2 separate regions of the Mus musculus genome follow, and region 1 is linked to region 2. Evidence: chromatin contacts called from public HiChIP or PLAC-seq data. All regions are on one chromosome and are shown on one strand. Each heading gives the region's core, a stretch centred on a gene start, on an enhancer-like site or on the middle of the called end of the contact. The rest is flanking DNA. Distances are from core to core; before and after follow the strand shown. Region 1 overlaps Gm40681 (a long non-coding RNA gene). Region 2 has its middle 18 kb from the start of Gm31416.

Region 1 (5,519 bases), core at 1,148-3,647, 890 kb after region 2:
ATAGACATGACGTCATGGTAATCAGACACAGGAATGGAGGCTGGGAAGAGTTCTAGACAAGCTGTATCTGCTCCAGGGGCGATTGCAGCCACTGACCTGGCAATTTACTATTTGTCCCGGGCTGTCACCAATACTTCTGTCATCTCTTCCACTCTAAGCTGTACAACAAGTACAGGTTGGCTCTTCAGGGGAAGAGTGCCTACTTAATGTGTATGGGATACTGAATTCAATTCCCAATATGCCCAAAGCAAAATAAGAACCATGGTGGGATATTCTAGGAAACAGCTAGGTGGCCAGGGAGGTGAGTGGGAAAAATCATTGAAAGCAATAATCGGGAAGAAAGGCACCCTGGATAGAAGTTAATTATATATAAAGAGGAATTAGCAACAAAGTCAAGATGAAGGAGAGCAAAGCCCCAATCAGAAGGTCTTAGAAGAGAGACTGTGCATCTTTTGGAGCTAAGTCCTTCATAAACAGCAATGTGGAAGATGCTTTAGTTGCTAAATTACACATACCTCAAGATAATTGTTAAAGACTAACAGGCCATAGGTAGTAGGCTTATTGTACCTAACTATCTTTCACCATGGGTCCTTGTAGCAAACAAAATTTCCCCCATAAGAAATCCTTTTCACAATGCCATCTTCCTGTAAGCATCCCTAAAAGTTCATCCTCTACCTAATGAATTCATAACATTCTAATTATTTTCTTCCTGTGTTCTAGGCTGACAGAGTCTATGATGTGGATATCATAAGAGGAAGTTGGGGGCCATCTCCTGCCTTGAGACACTGTTCACTTGGCAATGTCATTCATTGTGCCTTCAAACAACTGCCTTACCCAAGGGTCAATGACGTGTACAGGTATGTAAATCCCTAAGACAAGGGTGTCATGAAACCAGCTACTCTGGCTTTGAACCCTATATTTTACATGCAATGTGCTCTGTCAATAGAATAATCTGCTATGCTATACGGAGTGTTGGGAAGACTTGGCATAGAAGACTTGTTCATCTACGGAAATGAGAATGTTCTCAGAGATTTATTCTTCACTTAGGAGTCAATGAAATATGACAGCTGATACACTATAGGCTCTGCTCAAGGCTCAGTCTCTCTGTGCAAAACAATTGGATATCGGTGGATAGAGCTGGTTAGTTGAGCCATCTGGTATTTTACTTGAAGAGCATCCAGATCTTGTTGGCCAAAGTCCATGTGAGTCTCATAACTGAGCTGATTGGGCCAAGCCAATTGCTCAGTTTCAGTGTAAGCAGAGTATACATGCTCTCTGTCTTTTTTTATTTCTCTTCTAAAATCATATACCGTGAGTATAGCATAGAGTTTGTGTAGAGTTACATGTGTGTGAGCATGTGGGTATGTGCACACACCTGGGTATGCATACAAATGTGTATGTGTGTGTGTGTGTGTGTGTGTGTGTGTGTGTGCTCGGCTATGGAGACCAGAGAAACATGTCTGGTGTCATTCCCCAGAGGACACTCTTACTTTTGTTGTTGTTCCTTTTTTTTAAGCCAGGGATCTCTGACTGGCCCCCTGCTTACCACTTAGGTTAGACTGTCTGGCAAGTGAGATACAGGGACCTGCCTGCCTCTTGCATCCCCTGGGCTAGCATTACAAGCACCCCTATACTTGCCGCCTTCTTCTTCTTCTTCTTCTTCTTCTTCTTCTTCTTCTTCTTCTTCTTCTTCTTCTTCTTCTTCTTCTTCTTCTTCTTCTTCTTCTTCTTCTTCTTCTTCTTCTCCTCTTCTCCTTCTCCTTCTCTTTCTCCTCCTCCCCCTCCTCTTTCTTCCTCTTCCTTTTCCTCTTCCTCTCCTCCTCCTCCTCCTTCTAATTAATGTGGGGTTTGAGGATCAAACTCAGGTCCCTGTACTTTCAATGTAAACACTTTGCTAACTAGGTCTTCTCCCTACCCCTCCCATATACTTTAATGTAATGAATTTCCAAAGAGAAAGAATGCATATTTCAAATGAAGAAGGTTTCTTCAGTGAGTAGGGGGTGTTCTTAGGAAAGCAGTTGGATCTGATAAATTTGCCACATAGATGCAGAATAAATAAAGTCACCTTACATTTCTAGACTTTATAAATATGTTTTCAAACCATTTGAAATGTAGTCATTCTCTCTGTAAACTACCCGCCCCCCAGTCAGTCAGGGCTGATACCTACGTCATGCACACCCTACTGGGGCAGACTCTCCCATAATGAACACTAATAGAGACACTCTTTGCCTTTGTTGAGCAAAGCAGTCATTTGGTTTATTAAAGCTTTCCTTTATTTTTTTTCTTTTATATTTTGAAGGGTGGTGCAGACCAGATTTCAAAACATGGCTCAAGGAGGCAAGAAACCATTCCCTCAAGTGTTTATGAAGTGAATCACAAATTCATTCAGCATGACTTCTTACCCAGAGAAATGAAGGCAGGATGGCAACAAGCTGAGTCTCCAAGCCTTCAACCTTAGGATCTCCTTGGGAAAGGGTCACAAGGGCAATTATTTTCAGCTGTCCCTGCCTTGCTTCCGCTGGCCATGGAAATCTCCAGGCAGGAGGAAGGCAGCCTCTGCCTAGACCGTAGACTGGCCTAGACAGGGCTTGGAAAGTCGGGATACAGTTTTCCTGAAGCTTCTTAATTTCCCCCATCCCTCCCTGATTGAAAACACCACTTATCCCATTACAGCATGTGGAAAGAGAGGGGAGAGAAGCAGGCGGATCTGAACTCGGGATAAAAATGACTTTATGGGGTTATTATTCTCATCCATAACAGATGACCATTTTCATGTCATTTAGCTGATTCCCCTACAGGCTCACTTGGAGAAATACAAAGTGCAGTCATCATGCTATTTATCTTGAGCCCCCCCCCCCCCCCGACGAGACCCGTGTACCTCCATGTAATGACTGGAGAGCTGTCGCTTGAGTCTTTTCTTGGAAATGTCTGGCCATTTGCTAGAGACCAGTTACCCATTATTTCATCGGCTGCATGTGAAGAATTCCCCTCTCTCACTTACACTGTGGTGAGTTCTAAAGCTTCAGACTTCCTCCAGTGTCTGGGCACTGTCTGGAGACATGGGTTCTAAGGAAATCTGTGGATTCATGCTATTCCTCTTTTTTCAGGTGACAGCTGCTTCTTGCCCGGCAAAGCTTCAGCACGAGCTCCTAAGTACCCCCAGCCATCTTGGATTGGGAGCACTTGGTGAAATTTGAAGATGACCTGTCATTCAAAGGGCACATAAGCACAACAGGTTTTGAATGAAAGAAGATGCTAGAGTAGCAAAAGCTTTGAGCAGGCTGCAGCACCCTAGTCGCTGACATCAGCAATCTGCTTATTATTATATTACTATGCAGCTGGATCTCCATCTGTGGCACTGCTGGCTAAGTATCATTTCCACTTTATGTAAAGAACATGGATTCGGTGCTGTGTCTCCTGAGCTAATGAGTCAGATTTCGAATGAGTCTCTTAGCCGTGTCTATATAGGAACGAGGTGAGTCCAGGCTACGGACCAACTTCCAGGGACTTGGATAAAAGAAAAAAAAATAACTTGACTCACTCTCAGTGTAATCTGGTCAGAAAAGAACCAGAGAGTAAGTCAGAGAATGGGGAACAGTGTATGTTCTCATGGGTTCGCACAATGCACACCCTCTAGTGATTTTCAGAACTGGATTCCTGAGGAACTTCTGACATGAGGCTAGAAAGGGGAAGAAGCATGGGGCCTGTAAGCCCTGGGATGTCCTCAGTGGAGTATCGCAAACTAAACCAAAGAAATCCAAGGCTGCTTCATCAAAATAGGTTGAGGCTGTCTAAGGAAAATCATTAGCTCCTAACAAGTCACATAAGTATACGTGGACAGAAAGTATCTAATACAAATATAGCTGTAGCACAGAGTGTTTACATAATAGGCCATCATCAACTTCCTCTTGATTTTATAAATGAGGGAGGAATCATGACAAATGGATACTTTATTTCTGTTGATAACAGCAGGTCATACATTACCATAGGGTACCTTTTGTTTTTCTGTTTTAGTAGGCAGGTACAAATAAACGAGGAACATGGGTAATTCCCAAGGACAGTATCTAAATGCCACCATACCTGGAGAACAAGAAAGGCCAATCAGAATCAACAAAACAGTCTCTAGGTCCTTAGGTCCCCTGTCACAGAAGAAAATATCAAGAGAAAGGAGCCCATCGCAGCATGTTCTATAGGGACACATCAGCCCTGAGTTCCAGAAAGGAGAAATGACCACATTCCAGGCTTCTCTATGGGGATGTATCTTCTCAGTGTGTCCTAAAATCCCACGTCACAGCCCATGTTCAAAGTGGTACCATTCGTCTATCAACATGTTAATGTGTGATCCGCTACATGGGTAGTTTTACTTTATTCTCTTTCTCTTCTTTCTCACATGGTTCCTGAACTACCAGCAAGCTTTATTTTAATTAAAATGCCAGTAAGGTTTATAGTGATTTCTGTAATGCTAATAGGCAGAATCTATATATCATAATGTCAGGACAATGCATTGGCTCCTACCAGCCATGTTCAATTAAAGGATAAATCATTTTCAGAAGAACATTAAGTACGGGAAATTTAAATATAAATAAGACAGAAAATTAAAACTCCCTTGAAGTAGCAGATGAAAATTTGTTACGAGAGGGAGATTAGCTGAGTAAACAGAGAACGAGTATTACTTTAGATATTCCGACAGATCTAATATCAAACTTTTATAAGACTGATCCTTGCTTCAATATGATTGTGTGTACATGTACGTAGGTGTATTATGTATGCCTGTAGATGTGTGTACAATGTATGTGCTTCACCTTAGTTGCAGGATATAGAACAATTAGGTTGGAATTGAACTAGAAACTGTTACCTCACTGGCTGGTTTTCACAGGGCCACAGGAAGGTGTTCAGCAGGTTTCTTAGAGGAGAAGGGACGTCAGCTCAACACTCCTACCCAGCTATGGCTCCTAAGAATAAGGATCCTAACCTGCAAGGCAAGATATGACCTCTTGTATAATAGTAATACAATTGCTATGGCGACAACCAACTGTTCTCTGCTTGGGTTTAAGGCTTGTTCTACAAGAGGAAGAAGGTCCTGCCTGGTAGTGTAGACTCAGTCAAAAATACTTGACTGAAGAAGTCTTAGGCCCTAGCAACAAGCTTACTAGTCTTTTTAAACTACACTGATACAACATCAAAATGTCTCCCATGTTTGTATCCATAAGCACATGCTCTGCTGAGCCTTTATTAGAGACGTGTCTATGTGTGGAGGAGGCAAAGATTCATGGCTGCTCAAGGGACTGAGAGTAAGTGATAGCTGAATATTCAACCCTAAACAGGAGATGTATACCTTTCTCTCTAAGGCTCAGAGAGAAATTCAGAAAGAGTGTACCGGAAGATAAGGAGAGGAGCTACAAAATCCCATAGTCCAGGAACAGTATGGCCATTGCAATCAGGAACTCTCAGCAGCTGCAGCTTCCTGGCTAGGCTTACATTAACCTGGGCCTGTCACTGTCAGTCATGGAGGGATATGA
Region 2 (5,647 bases), core at 2,044-4,543:
TATTATTGAACCATTTGGAGACACCTGAGATTCCAAGCTGACAGTGCTCAGAGAAGACCGAGGCAGAGACTGACAGTGACATACATGGTTGGCTGAGTGTAGTAACAGAAAAGAGGAGAGCCAAAGGTCCGGTGTCATTTGAGGGAAAATCTGAGATCAGAGCTCTGGGCTAAAGCATGAATAGAATAATAATAGTCATGAAGGACTCTGCAGAGACACAATGAGCCATTCATCCCAGGCCTGTGATGGCTGCATGACTCACAGGCTGTATACACGTCTGTCCGGGCACGGGGAGTCACCACCTCTCCACTCAGATCTTCCCTGCACTTACATGTGCCCAAAGCCTAAGGTTTAGGATTGTTTCGTGTTTATAATGCTCACACAGCAGATTGGTTACCATCATTCATGATGACACATGAAGTCAATCTTTTCTGATCTCTTCAGGCAAGTGAACTGCGATCCTAAGTGACCTTCACGGGTCAGATTTTAGCTGGCGAAAGTTAAGTCTTAAGCTGCTGATAGGGAGCAAGTCAAATGGTTTAGGATCGCATCAAACACACACACACACACACACACACACACACACACACTCCTGAATCTCCTTTCTCTGTCCCCATCAGAGTTCCTCGGTCTCAGCAATGTTTCTGACGTTTGGACTGAACAATTCTTTGTTGTGGGAGGCAGTGGCTGTACCTTAGAACACTTATTTAGAATATCCTCTCCACTCCCTAGATGCAAACAAGATGGTTCCCAACCCAGCCGTAACTAACAACCAAAAACATCAACAGACACTGCCTCACCTCTTCTGTGGGGCCAAATTTCTCCTAGAATCAGAACTATTATGTTAGCATTTTGTCGTCTCAGCTCCGCCCCACAGTTACCTGGCAACAGCCAGGTATGCCTGACTCACTGTAAAGGGGGCTGCTTGTCCCTCCTCTCTCTCTCTTGTTCTTGCCTCTTGCTCCCTCTCTCTCCACGTGCTCATGGCCAGTCTCTACTACTCTACTTGTCTCCTCTCTTCTCTCTCTCTCTCTCTCTCTCTCTCTCTCTCTCTCTCTCTCTCTCTCTCTCTCTCTCTCTTTCTCTCTCTCTCTCTCTCTCCCTCTCTCTCTCTCTCTCTTCTATTCTCTCTTCTCCCTCTCTCTCTTCTCTCTTCTCTTCTCTCTCTTCCTTTCTCTACCTCTCCTACCCTCTTAATTCCCTGCCCGGATAAACCTATTCTATACTATACCTTCATGTGGCTGGTCCCTCAGGGGGAAGGGATGCCTCAGCATAGGCCCACAGAGGCACCCCCTTCCCCCACACCTGACTACACCTCCACCAAAACATATTCCTTCCTCTTTTTATCTTTTTATAAACACATTAATTATTACAACTGTTTTATTGTTACATTATCCTTTGAGTTTTATTTTGCTTTTGTTTTGTTTTTTTTTTTTCTTTGTCTTGTTTTTTAGAATTATTTATTTTATGTGCATGAGCAAGCCACTATGTGGGTGCTGGGAACTGAGCCCAAGAGCAACAAATGATCTCAAGTGCTGAGTCATCTTTCCAACTCCCTTGAGGTTTGGGGGATTCTTTCTAAAGATTTATTTTATCTTTCATATGTATGTGTGTCTGTATAAGTGACTGCCGTGGGTGGACAGGTGCCTGAGGAGGCCAGACGAGGGCATCAGACCCCCTGGAGCCGGACTTACTGGCTTGTATGAGGTGCTGAATGTGGGTGGCAGGAACCATGCTTGGTCCCTCTGAAAGAGCAGCAAGCGGTTTTAACTGCTAAGGCAACTCCCCAGCCATTGTTTGGGTTTAGTTATTTGCTTGTAGTGAAAGTTTCAATTTTGCAACCAAGAATGAAAGAAGAAGAAGAACATAATTCTGAAGCAGGATCTGCCGCTATATTCATTTTTATGAACTACGCCTAATGGTCATTTGCATTCTGGGGTGAAAGCATGTGCTATGGGGTCTTTCTTTACTTAATATATTTTATTATGCAGAAAAATGAAATTCAAATAAGAAACCACATTCCTTGAAAAAGAGAAAAATGATGGAGACCATGACATCTGACATTCATTCTATGTATGCATGTGTGTGCCTGTATGTGTGTGTGCTGCATGTGTATGTGTGTCCACATGTGTTTTGGGGCTTGCGTGTGCATGCATGCATATGTGTGCACATGCATATGTGCACAGGAGTGCATGTGTGTTCCAGTGTGTGTGTACATGTGTGTACTGCATGTGGTTGGGTGTTTGTACATGTGTATAAATGTTCAAATGTCCAGAGGACAGCCCCCAGTCACTTGTCTGTCAGGAGTCACACTTGTTTTTTACACAGGGTCTCTCCCTGGCCTAAAGCTCAGCCTGGTTTTTGCTATCTCCACGTCCCTAGTACTGAGATTACAAGCATCCATCATGAGATTCCCAGAAGATACCAGTTTCATGGGGATGCGTTGCTTCTAGAGGTCAAGCTCAGGTCATCATGCTTGCAAGGCAAGCACTTGACTAAGCCACTTCCCTATCGCCTGATACTCACTTCTGATGGTAACAGTCAGCTTAGTGTTCAAATAGCATAGAGCGACAAAAAAGAATAGAGCAATTCCCAGTTCCGACTGTAAATACAGACAGTGATAAACAGGTTCTAGCCAGGTTTGTTTAAATCAAGGGCTAGAGGCAAGCAATACTGGTCAAGACCCGGTCCAGGCCACCATCAGCTCAGATGCAGTCTGCCCTGGGAGGTGATCTGATAAGCTCTCAAACTGCGTTAAATCTCGGGGCTGGAGAGATGGCTCAGAGATTACAAGTACTGGCTGCTCTTCCAGAGGTCCCTGGTTCAATTCCCAGCACCCATGTGGCAGTTTATGTTTGTCTGATCCTCCAGTTGCAGGGGACCTCATACAACCAAAAAGTCATGCAAGCAAAACATCAATGCACATGAAAAATAAAATAAAATAAAATAAAATAAAATAAAATAAAATAAAATAAAATAAAGAAGTCATCAAAAGGAATCTTTTTTTTAAACTGTGTTAAATCTCTTTCAGGAAAGCAAACCCCTCCTCTGAGGGGCACCAGGCTCGTAGCTCTTCCCTTTTCCCAGCATGAGACTTCTGGGGAAATTCCAGTTTCTTGAAGACCATTGATTCAACAGTCTGATAGCCAAAGGGGGGACCCCAAGGGCTTCTTTAGCTTGCCTTCATTGCTGCCAGGACAGGCACAAAAGGAGAGTTGCTGTCTACACACCAACCCGTGACCTACTCAAACAGTGAGGAGAAAAATGGAGACAGAAATAGAAACTGCTTCCTCCTGGCACCCCAGCCCAGCTGATGATGTCTTAGTCATTGTCATGTGCGGCTACAGACTAACATCTGAAGACAGAGTCGGAGGAGGTTGTGAAATAAATTATAATATAGTCGGTTGGTTTTTTTCTTTAATCTGCTTTAAATTTTGCACTAAGCAAACCTTAAACAAACAAACAAAAATCTCGAAAGTAGGAAGAGAGGTCACTTTTATTCAAGGAGACAGAGCAGTTAGTTACCAAAAAAAATACCAGCTTTGCTAGGCGTGCATTTTAATTTGCCCTGCATTGCGTTGTTATCACGAACAATCACGAAGCAAATTGTAGGCAGATGCCTCTGGCTGTCCGAAAAGCGTATCAAATGAAAGACAAAGTTTCCTTGGTTCTTAGCAAATGTCATGAGGTTTTTGGGCAACGCTGAAATGCTCAAATGCAATTGAGAATGATAATCAGGTCTGCCAGTAGGGGGCGCGCAAACCAAATTTAGAAAGCGCTTCGAAATGGGCGTTTACGGAAGGAACGGATTAGGGAGCACAGCAAACTAAAGAGCAAAGTCAAATCTTCAGGGTAAAGCTTCTGCCATCTGTGCGAGAGCACAGATCTCAGAAGCTTAGGAGGTGGAAGGGACAGCTGTAGGTAGAATGCAAGACAATCCATCTAACGCCCGTTATTATTTACCCCTTTATTTCTACACCCTATTTTTATTTTGTTCATTTGGTTGGTTTTGCTCTTTACATAATGCTGGGTGTCTGTCTCAAATGCCAGCTAATAAGCACGTTCGTCAGCTAATAAGCACGTTCCTCATTTCTCCCATACATCTGATCTGAGTTTCATGATTCCTAGAACTCTTTAGCCTCTGTCCCCTGACCCTCAGGTTGTAATAACTAATTAACTCATATGCAACTTTACTGTTTTTTTTTTTTTCAAAACAAGGTCTCACGTATTGTGGGATAGCTTCCAAGAGTGACCCCGAATTTCTAATCCTCCTGCCTTCACCTCCAAAGTGTTCCAAGAGTTTGGATTACCTGCTTCACCACAACGCTTGGTGGCGTGGTGCTGGGGATGGAACCCAGGGCTTTTCGCATGCTCAGCAAGCACTCTTTGAGCTACTACACCTGACGCTCTGGCTCTTGCAGAACTTAAAAGACATCCTTTGCTAACCAAATCACTTAAGTTTTACTGGAAGTGAAGCATAATGTTGCACTCTACTAATCAAGTATAGATTGCTTTCCCTTGAGTTAGGCAAAATTCAATCTTGTTTAAAAAAAAAAAAAAAGACAAGAGTCCTTCCTCTGCCTACAATTTACAAATCCATCTATTTTCAACAGAGTCCTTCAAAATTCTGCACCAGCTTTTCTCCCAATAAACAACAGGTCCTCGTCTCCTAAAATAGTTTCGGGCATGAGGGCTGAGTCTGCTTTTGCAGACACTTTTTGCATAGCTGAAAAATCATTTTTGAAGAACCGATGCTCTTTGAAATGTGGCAATAGTTACTCGCCTATTGTCTAGGCACAGAGAAAAGCCCTTTGGAATTGTCTAGGCACAGAGAAAAGCCCTTTGGAATGGCTTGGAAAGCACCCACACACACACACACACCCCAAAAAAACGGTAGGTTCAGATAGTATGTTGGAGTATCCTGACTGGGTAACTTTACAAGAATCCTCCTAACTTGGTGATGATCTTCCTTTATAGAGTGGAATTGCAGTAACTACCTTTCTGGTTGGGGGGGTGGAAAGATGTGTCTACATCTTATAGACACATGCCTGGTAAGTTGTTGTTATTCGTCATGAATGGAAACTAGCTTTTATGCTTAGCATGGACTGAGACCCCACTCCTTACAAAACAAAACAAAGAAAAAAAACCCTCTACTAACACAATCCCGTTGTACAGATGGTCATAGGTCTTCTCTACGAAGAGTTCAGGGCAGTGCCAGTCAGCCATTCCCTCCGTGGAGGATGCAGAGAGCTGTCTGCAGCACCACCCTGTCAGAGAACTGAAAAGCTGCCGTCTAGGTGAAGTAAGAGGTTAGGCCAGGGAGAGTGTGCCCAGCTGGAAATAGACAAAGACTGAAACGATGAAAATGAAAGATCAGAATGAGCCGGCAACAAACCCAGAGACACAGAAGTAGTGAGAAATGGAAGGTTTGGTTTTAATGCTGGTGGGTATCCGCAGAGAACAGAGAAAACAGAACCACGTGATCGTACACTCCGATGCAGGAAGATGCATATGCACATGCTCACACACTCAGAGACGTCTCAGAAAAGACTGTGATCAGAAAACAAAACCCCAATGAAAGAATTTAAGTCAATCTGTTCTTTCGAGAATATACTTGAAACTGACTGTAGTGGCTGGTGGTGAATAC

What was found. HiChIP or PLAC-seq counts read pairs in DNA pulled down with a chosen protein or histone mark.
Region 1: a CTCF HiChIP or PLAC-seq map of the NIH/3T3 cell line shows a contact between it and region 2, with 5 read pairs. The contact joins two enhancer-like sites. A contact is called at or near these places in 1 of 15 datasets of contacts at CTCF or cohesin (the NIH/3T3 cell line), 2 of 484 Hi-C or Micro-C datasets (cerebral cortex and nephron progenitors), 1 of 115 datasets of contacts at active chromatin or transcription factors (fibro-adipogenic progenitors) and 1 of 9 other capture datasets (embryonic stem cells).

What each region holds. Positions count from the first base shown.
Region 1 is chr10:67,745,159-67,750,677 of GRCm38.p6, forward strand. It overlaps Gm40681 (a long non-coding RNA gene), which reads right to left. Exons shown (of 3, transcript XR_871797.3): 2 at 4,856-4,972; 3 at 3,994-4,080. Among named protein-coding and RNA genes, the nearest start is that of Gm40681, 30 kb to the right of the region's middle. Within about 2 kb of position 2,398, at least 29 of the 459 cell types and tissues checked have an H3K27ac peak or open chromatin away from gene starts, as enhancers often do. A contact at or near this core is called in the NIH/3T3 cell line, where this site is marked.
Region 2 is chr10:66,849,633-66,855,279 of GRCm38.p6, forward strand. No RefSeq gene overlaps it. Among named protein-coding and RNA genes, the nearest start is that of Gm31416, 18 kb to the left of the region's middle. Within about 2 kb of position 3,294, at least 144 of the 459 cell types and tissues checked have an H3K27ac peak or open chromatin away from gene starts, as enhancers often do. A contact at or near this core is called in the NIH/3T3 cell line, where this site is marked.